2 separate regions of the Zea mays genome follow, and region 1 is linked to region 2. A link is a contact called in public Hi-C data. All regions are on one chromosome and are shown on one strand. The core of a region is the stretch at or near the end of the contact, and the rest is flanking DNA. Distances in the headings are between cores, read along the strand shown.

Region 1 (5,080 bases), core at 1,362-3,861, 160 kb after region 2:
GGATGTAGAACAGGAACACCCAGACCGTCTTGAAGAAGCCTGTTAGCAGGCAGAAGAAGGACCCGAAGGACGTGGCGGCAATGAGGATCAGCGACTGGTACTGGCCACGGTCGAGATGGTGAGCGGTCTGGGTGAGGAGCGGCGCCACGATGAGGATGCCGATTGCCCACGACAGTCCACTCCAGCCCAATGGTGACATCCGGGATCCATCGATCACAATGGAGTGCTTGGTAAGCCTCTGGTACCTGGACAATGAGTAAATCTGGAGTGAGCATCATGTATGTTTGGCTGCATGACGTGAACTCTGAATGGTAGATGCAAGAGAATGGACAGAAATGCAAATATAAAATTTTACAGACTAGTAGTATAGATTAACAGATTAAGAAACAACGTTTGTGAGTTGGGGCGTCAATATACACGCATTTAAGAATCAACAATCCCCTCCCCCTTTGCAATCAAGAGCAGTTAGTTGGCCTGGTGCATTTTTAAGGATGCCTTGCTGTAGCACCTACCAGTTGGCTGGACCTGCAGTTGGCCACCAACAGTTTATTGGGGGTTAAAAGCAGAGAGCGGTCATGTAATTGCAAGCAACGGCTCTTTTCCTGTTCAAAAGGGAAAGGGGCCAAAGACCAAAGAGAAGGCAGCAAAGCATGGACCTGCTTTTTTTGTGCTCTCTTTTTCTCTCGGTTCCATCAAAAGTGAGACAAGCAATGTACCCCTCCCCTCTATGCCAGCTAGATCTATCAGCCAACAGATGCGTAGATTGCAAAAAGAAAATTACTGCTAGGATGAGTAGTAAATGCAAAAAAAATGTGGTGAGCATTGCATCCCCTCACAATTCTGATGCGACGGCTAGAAGCTATCTGAAATATGGTTCAGGGTTTTTCTGCGCAATTTAATGAGACGCACAGCACAGGCTTCCTCTTGGCACCTCATAAATTCCTCTGCCCCTTTCCCATCTCAGCAGTACCCCCCATTTCAATTTCACCACAACGTTGCCAAAGATTTTAAATAAATTTTACAGACACACCCCTAGGAACTGTTTGTTTGACCTTATCCTCCCAAGAAATACTGTGACCATCCTCATCTGATGACAATGACAAAAAAATCCAATGTGTCCATGTCTAGAGAAAAATAAGAATAATAACAGAAAAAAAGAGAGATGGGTGGGTATGATATGCGTCGCTAATCTGCTAGTACTCTCAGCTAGATAGGACGAAACAGTAGCATCTTTTGGAGCTTTGCTCCTGAATCTCTTATCTGCTACCAATAATTGACACCACGGAAACAAGGAATCTCTGAGGAATCAGGGTCCTTTTTTTCTTTTAGGTTTTCTTCTCTTCTGCATATACAAGATATATCGACTAAGCCATGAAAAATCTAGTCTTTTTTCTTCGATTGAGCTTCTTCTTCACGTTTAGGGCACGGGGTAGGTAAATAGCCTCGGCAGAAGATGGAAGAGCAGCCATGTTCAACATCACAAGATGAATAGGACCAACAAAAACAAAGCTGGGAGAAAAGCAAAAAAAGCTTGTTTTCTTGGAGTGAAGGGTGTAACGTATGCTTCCTTGTTTGCTAAACAAAACAAGATGTGTTTTTAAGAAGGCATCAGGTGGGGAAACCCCAAAACAAGACACCAGCTTAGAGCTCTTACCGCTTAGACAAGAGAGGGAAGTGGGTAAACACTACACACAGGAGAAGAAGAAAATAAAAGGAAAACTCACTACAGTAGCTCAAAGTTTGAAAAAAAAGAGGTAGAAATAAATCTGGAGAACACATCTGGCTTGTTCAGTAACCCATGGTTCTTGGACAACGGAAAAGAGACAGAAAAAATACAGTAAGAAAGAAACAAATCACTAAACCTCCGAAAAAATACAGTAAGAAACAACACAAACAAATCACTAAACCTCCTAGAAACAAACAAAAACACCGTCTAGCCTCCCCCTAAAAAGAAAAAAATAACTCAAAAAAGGGATGGCGCGAAAAGAGAGAAATAAAGGTTGTGAAATAAAGGGAAAACCACAAGATTTAAGGAAGCAGGGCGGGGGAGGGAGGAGTGTGCTGCGTGTCTTACATGGACATCTCGTGGACGGAGCAGGTGACGCCCTTGAGGGTGTACTTGGGGTCGGGCGTGAAGTCGGAGTTGGGGAAGGCGACCTGCGTGATGATGGCCGGGAAGAGGACCGGCAGCAGCAGGTGGGTGATGAAGTAGGAGCAGAAGCCGTAGATGTACCAGCCGACGAGCTCGACCACGGCCGGCGGCTCCTCGGGTATGACGTAGGCCGGCGCGGCCGTCTCGCGGCGGTACGCCTCCCTGACCACCTGGATCTCGCGGGCCGTCTCCTCCCCGGACTGCGGGGGCGCTCCGCCGTTGCCGCTGCCGGCGCCGCCGCCATTCTTGCCGCCGTTGCCGTTGCCGTTCTTGGGGACGGCCGCCTTCTCCTTGGCCGCCGCAGCAGCCGCCGCCTTCTCCTTGTCCTCCTTCTCCAGAGCCTCCCGCATGCTGCTCCGAGGCTGCGGCAATGGCTGCTGCTGCTCCGACATTGCTCGCCCCGCCCTCTTCTCCCTCCTCCTTTAAGCGAGAGGGCTGCTGTGGTAGCTGGAGCTGGGAGGACTGATAGGAGAGAGAGGGCGACGAGCTATGCGGAGGAAGTGCAGTGGTTCTTTTGAGGCCTCTTGGGCTCTGTTCTCGCTTAGGTGAAAAGAGAGAGAGAGAGCAGCTAGCTAGCTCAGCTCTGGGGGTAGGCAAGTGTGGTGTGTGTCCAAAAGGTGGCGGATTTGAAACCTGGGATTGAACTGAGGTTTTGGGAGAGGGGTGGGGAGCTGGAGGAGTAGAGTGAGAGGAGAGAGGACTGCTGCTGCGCTGTGCTGGGGTTGGGAGCCGGAGGGAGGGAGTGGTGCTCTCGGCGTTCGGCCAATGGAGAGGAGCTTTTATGGGGGTGGGGTTCTCTGCTACGGGGACCAAGCCAGCGTGCACACAACTACACACTACACTAGTTGTTGGTGTTCATGAGTTGGCCTTTGGTTGGTGTCCGTGCTTTTGGTTTGGCCCGATGCCCCCCGCGCACACAAAAAATGATCTGTTCCTTTCCGGATGACGCTCACAAGCGAGTCAATATGGAAATCCAGGCCATGCTGTTCTTTTGTGTGAATCCAGCCATGTAGCATGTCACGAGCATAAATAGTAAGTAAGCAATCCACATACTTGACAAAACATTCGTATGAGATAACCCAAAAGGTTTGGCGTTCTTGTACGCTCTAGAACGGTGACCACAGGGCAAGATAACGGTCCCTTTGGTGGAAAAAAATGAAGGGGATTTTACGAGGATAGATTCCCTTATTATTCAAAATTAAATGGTAAGGGATAGATTTTCTTGACAAAACCTTATTTTCCTGTCCACCAAACTAACCCTAAAAGTTTAGTTGGTATTGTAGTTTTCGACCTCGCTTGGAATAAGGTTTTGTTGTCATAACCTTTTCCTTTCTACCCCGCCCTAAGTACCATACATGACGCATATAACATCACAAATTCTGCGAGAAATACAGCAAATTTTAGTACTGTTACCACAGCAGGGCGTACTGTCCTCGAGTGGGGTTGGGGACCTGTAGCAAGCAGTTCCTGGCATGTGTGTATCTGTGGTGGTGGGCCTTTGGATACTCCCTAGCTCTCACATTTCGCTTGCCGTGCTCTGCTCCCCAGCCGAGCCGTTGCAGCAGAGGTGGTGGTGGACCGCATCGGCGCTTTGAGAATCGCAAACTTTGTTCGCATCGGTTTGTTTTTTCTACCGAGAAACATATCTCATTTACATGAGATTTTGACGATGCACATGAATTAATAATAATTTTAGCAAAAAAACATACAAATTAGTTTTCATCATACTTCAATTATTTACAAAAAATTAAGTTTAAATTCGTTATACTTTATCTGTAATTAAAAAAGAGAGAATATTTTAGCCAATTTTATAAAAAAAAAAGTTAAGTATAATGAATTTGAATTTGATAATTTTTATATAATTGGAGTAGGATGAAAAAAATGTATGCTTTTATTTCAGATTTTTTTTGAAAAATTTGTTAATTCATATACACCATATATATATATATATATATGCATATGTTCCCTTAATTTTCTACCACCCTCCGTCCCTGTTCATATCCCTTCACCACCCGGACCGACATTTCATTTTCCATTCTATTTCCATGAGGCCAGGCGATGCAGGCCCTCACAGGCACACAGCACAGGCGTGCAATGCGCTCTCAGCGGCCCGTTGGCGTGAACAAGATGCAACCGTTAGATAAGGCCAGGATTTGCGTGAAAACGACGAATCGCAGACGATGACACGACAGGGCACTACAGCCGGCCGGCCCGGTCGTTTCCGTTCCGTTATGTTCCTCGATCTCTCCGTGCCATGCGAGTGTAAACACTTGTACTAACTGGTAGTGGTAGTGAGAGGCTTTGCCCCCATGCAGCTCCAAGAAGCATGGTCACATGCATGCTACTCTCTCTCAGGCCTACCTGCAATATACAGCTGCTCTCTCGGCTTTGGGAGAACGAGGCAACTCACAACAGCAGCAGCAGTAGTGACTAGTGAGTGATATATGCAAGGAGAGCTGGAGCGGCACAAAGACGACGATGGAAAGAAAGAAGGGGGAGAGAGAGAGGAGATGGACACCCAGGCAGCTAGAAATGCCTGCCTGGCTGCCACTCGCCCTCTCATCCATCATCTACCACCTCAAACCATTGCTGCTGCAATAATATACTAATTACCTGTATTATATCATAGAGCATGAGATGAAGCCCCCCGCCGCGCGCGTCTTGGATTCCAACTAGGGCGGAGAAGGGGAAAAGGGCGCCGCCGGCAGCTGCGCAATGATGCCGGCAGCCGGCACGCCCGCTGCTTTCTCTTTCCCGGGCGGCCCTTTTGACTCCCTCCCGGGCCCCCCTCTTCATCTCTCAGTCAGTCAGACAGACGGCAGGGCCAGTCGTAAAGAAGAGGAAGAGCTTTACGTAGTACTTAGCAATTTGCACTGCTAATGATATGCTGGCCATTATATTGGCAATGACAGCTGGTGTTGCTGTTCC
Region 2 (4,711 bases), core at 200-2,699:
AAAGTTTCTGACAAGTAATAACATGGAAATAACAGAAATAGGAAAAGAAAAACCTGGCAGTCCATACACAAGCATGTAAACATATACACAGAATATTAAGTGCAATATATTAGTACATCCTCAGTCCCAAAGAGAATGGCACCCTAATTTTGTCCAAAATCAAACTACTTCAGGTTGGACAATTTATATAAAAGTTATTCATATTGCTGAACAAGTGTCGTTGGATTCATCATAAAATATATTCTCATGATGTATATATTTGGTATCATAAATGTTGATAATCTTCTCTATAAGTTTGCTAAAACTTAAAAATAGTTTGACTTAAGACAAAGGTAGAGTGATGTTCATTTTGGGATGGTGGTAGTAACTATACTATAGAACAAATCAAGGGTAAATTCAGACACCAGTATGACGCAACACAGATTCAACAATGATATGTAATTTAGATCTACACAATACCTGCATCAAGTTTTGGTATACACACATGATTAATATATCAGATTTTTACTATTCATTTTAATCATACTATCCAACTAAAAATAGTTGAAGATATTCTACATTTTAGATCAATAGCAAACATTACTTCCAGAAAAAGGTACAGAGAACTATGTGACACTAGTACACTACAACAGTGGTTTCATTATGTACTCACCAACTGCAGTTATGGTGGAAAATCAAACTTACTTTTATACCATGCATTCGGCACTGACTTTCCCCTCCTTTTTTCGTAACAAAAAACAGAAGTATGACCGAATTCCTGAATACTTATTGCCCTGACTTCTATGATCAACCCCCCATTCAAGCCAGGCCATCTCTCAGGCTTACAGTTTGAACTTATTAAAATCATACAGTATATCCTTTAAGTTTTAATGATCAATATAACAAAAAATGTTATTCAGAAGACAAAAAACAAATCATTTAAATTCAGTGCTATTAAAATCAATACATACACAGCTGGATTAGTTCCATGTGAATGTCATGAAATGCAATCTCATAGTTGTTATCAGGGTTCCAAAAATTATATCTCTCAGTCGTTACCAGGCTGCTGGCTCTCGCTGCCCGCCGGCCACCGGGGCCCGGGCGCCGTCGACGGTCCACCGGAAGCAGGAGGCGCGCACGCAGAGTCGCCGGTTGGTGTGCGGAGGACCGGAAGCGACTGGCGAGGGCGGGAGGGGGAGCCGCTGACGCCGCCGCCGAGTCCGAGACTGCCCCGACGTCGCCTGCGTGCCGATCGCGAGTCGGGGAGGGAGCGGAAGATGGAGCGCCGGCGCTGCGAGGAAGATGAAGAAACGGCGGCGGCTGTCGGGGTTAGGGTAAAGAAACGTGTGGGTGCGGTGGAATGTGGGAGGAATGCAGCGGATGGAAGGGGAGAATCAGCGGAAGGGGATGCGCGGGCCTTGTGGTGGGCCGGTTTTTTCATCACGAATTTATTTGCAAAGTTTTTATCGTCGTAGCGGTATTTGGTTTTATGGCCTAATTTTAATCTATTTATCTCTTCTATTTCTATTTCTATACTCTATACTGTTGGGACTTGTTCTCAAATACTAAAAGTTAAGAACAAGCCAACATAGAAAATGTTAAACGTTAAAGTCATTCGTCATTCGAAGCATTATTTCACTTGGGATATAATGATTTCCGGACAAAAGTTATGGATGACATACCTTCATAAACATTACATATCATAATGAAGAAGGAATTACATGGAATATAAAAGATAACATAAACAGTTATGTATTATTATCAACCCATTTCTATTTTATTGCTATGGAAAAATAGAAATGATATCGGATTACAAATACATATTTGACTTGAAAGAAGGTAAAAGTACAAGTGTGACGCAAAAGCAAATGCTCAGTCAGCGTGAACAGTACGGGAGTATTGTTCACCTATTTATAGGTACGGGTCGCAGCCCATATAAAATTACATCCAAGCCCTTTGCTTTTGATAATAACTCTAAAGTAATCTATCGGGGTCTAAATAGTCTTTTCCTCTTTTCTGCCATCATACCGAAGCTTCCTTGCGCACAGCTTCGGCTCTATTCCATCCTTCGTTCTCTTTGTGTTTTTTCATACAGCAATTTTGACTTGTCCGAAGGGTCCATGTCCGAAGGTACCTGCTCATGTATTATACTACAGAGATATTGTCAAATCACGTTTTTGAGGACCTTCGGAAGCCGAAGGCCCCCAACAAGTAGCCCCTCGCAATATTAATTTGTTAGGATAATAAATTCAGATTGCGATATGGACAAATACCCTAAGCCGAAGGTCCGAAAAAACACCTTCCTCTTGCTAGGATAGCAACAGTCAATGGCAGGCGGGGCCCTCCTATTCTCAATGCACCAGACGTATAAATAAGAGCACACCGCAATGTCATTTGGTACGTTTTCTTTGCCATCTGCTCTTGCTTACTCAGTTTTTAACTCTTGCGCAACAAGACTTGCTTAATTTGTAAGTTTTTTAAGCTTCGGCTTCAAAAGCGGTTTTTAGCATTTCCGAAGATGTCTGAAGATAAGAAAGCTGTTGCTAAAACAAAGCTGAGCCTTCTTGAGGAGAAGAATCTTGGCTTTCTTGAATCAATATCAAAGACAAATACAGAAAATATTACAAGGGAAATTTTGGAAGGTTTATCTGAAGATATTGGTGATAGTGATAGTTTTGATGCGGAAAGTGGGGGGAGACTCGGAAGATCGACCCTGGCGGCCAAGCCATGCAGTTTTTGGAAAATCAACCATTAAACAAAGTCATCTTGTCAATATGAGGGGTAAATATTTTTGGGATTTGTCTATTGTGAGGGCTGACGAAGGAGAGAAAACTTGTCCTACTCCCAAGGAAAATGAAGTCGTGATCTTCTGAAGCTTCTTCAAGGCTGGGCTTCGGTTTCCTCTAAGCAGTTTCGTGGTTGAAGTTTTGAAGATATTTGAAATCTGCCTACATCAAATTACTCTCGAAGCAATCATAAGGATGGGAATCTTCGTATGGGCCGTGAAGAGCCAAGGTTTGGAGCCAAATGCAAAAAGTTTCTGCAATATGCATGAGCTATTATATGAGACGAAACCCTGGGGTAAAGAGCAATATCATAACAATTTTGGCTGCTATAGCTTCGGTGCTCGATCTGGGTCAAGCTGTCCCGTGCCAACCTTTCGAAAGAGATGGCCCGGAGACTGGATGAAGAAATGGTTTTATGTGAAAAACGATTTGAAGGCACGAGAAGATATTAAAGATATCATCATGTGCCCTATCTGGCAGCGTTTCGGACTCCGGAAACCGAAGGTGGAAATGGATGAAGCAGCCGAAGAATGCCAGAGGGCCTTCCGCGTAGTCTGCTCTTTCATCGGGACAAGAGATTTAGTTCAAGAGCACGTGGCCTACAAGATATGGCCATTGGTAGCTAACTGGGAAATACCGAAGGAAACCATCAGCAACCCACACGAAGGTGGTCTGGTTAGACTAAAATATACCTTCAAGTTCGTAGACCAATTTATCGAGCCAGACGACGATTGGTTGAAATGTGTTGAAACTACAAGTGATGAAGTGCTCGGACCGTACTCAAAGGCAGAAGATATTGCGCTATCAGCGGCCTTCGGAGGCCGGAAAAAGAAGAGGCTGAACAGAGTTTTCGATGCTATCGGATTTGTCTATCCTGACTACTGTTACCCAATACGGGGTCAAAAAAGAAAAGGTACAGCTTCTGTGAAGGAAGTTGCTTCGGCCGCTCCTAGTGAGCCAACGCCGAAGAGAAAAAAGATGAAGGTTCTTACACACCGGCCACGCTATATTGAGCCGGCCACAGTGCCCGAGTTTGTCGGCGAGGCTTCTTCGGCTACTGAAGCCAAAAAAACCTATACCTGCGCAGAAAGCTGAAGAGCTGTCTGCAACACCGAAGGCTGAAAAAACTGAAGAGTCGAAAGCTGAAGGGACAAAAATATCAGAAATTTTAAGTCCTTCGGCAGAAGTTGGAGTGCCACAAGCTCAGAAGGGTCCGGCTGTGACCCCCAAAAGGAAAAGGATGGTTAATGTTTTGGATGTACTGGAGACAATAAAATCTTCAAACTCTACGCCGAAAAAAGTTGTCGAAGCTCAAAAAGCACAAATTGAAACAACAGCCTCTAGAGGCGAAACTACAAAGCATCAGGCTAAAATCAAAACTGGACCTTCAGAGTTTGCCAAAGAAAAATCCTTGGAAACCGAAGGAGAAAGTAGAAAGGAAACTTTAAAGCAAATTTTGTCTGAAAAAACTCTTTCTTCAACTCCCGAAGCACCTCCCAAATTGCCTGATTATATTATGCGACATGCTTCGGGCAAAATACTATCTGAAGAAGAAAAACGAGAAGCTCATCATTTCGCCCATAAATTAAAATATCCGAAAGGGGCGTTGATATTCAATGACAGTGGAGAAGAAGAGTTCTTGTACTGTCTCCCAGACAGCAAGGAGATCTCTGTCTGTCGGGAGATGGCACGAAGCTTCGGATTCCCAACTCTAGAAGATGGGCTTTCAGTTTTGTCAAAAGATGAATTGGCCGACAACTTAGCATATAACAGTTTAAAGGTGAGAAAATACACTTTTTGCGTGATTAGAAATTCGTGTGTTTATTTATTAATATCACATTCCTTTGGCAGAGCCTTATTCTCAGCAATGCCCTTAGAGCGAAAAAAGTGCCGAAGATGAAGGGTGCACCATGGCTTTAAACAACCTTCGTTCCGAAGTAATTGAG

The links. A called contact is a pair of places that touch in the nucleus more often than the background predicts.
Region 1: a Hi-C map of leaf shows a contact between it and region 2, with 3 times the contacts expected there. The contact joins the promoter of LOC100277773 here to the promoter of LOC103629382 in region 2. A contact is called at or near these places in 6 of 25 Hi-C or Micro-C datasets (bundle sheath, leaf, leaf mesophyll and 1 more).

The regions. Positions count from the first base shown.
Region 1 is chr6:67,741,196-67,746,275 of Zm-B73-REFERENCE-NAM-5.0, forward strand. LOC100277773 reads right to left here and starts at 2,612. Exons shown (of 2, transcript NM_001151257.1): 1 at 2,075-2,612; 2 at 1-245. The coding sequence starts at 2,544.
Region 2 is chr6:67,584,947-67,589,657 of Zm-B73-REFERENCE-NAM-5.0, forward strand. LOC103629382 (RING/FYVE/PHD zinc finger superfamily protein) reads right to left here and starts at 1,450. Exons shown (of 13, transcript XM_008650520.4): 1 at 1,039-1,450.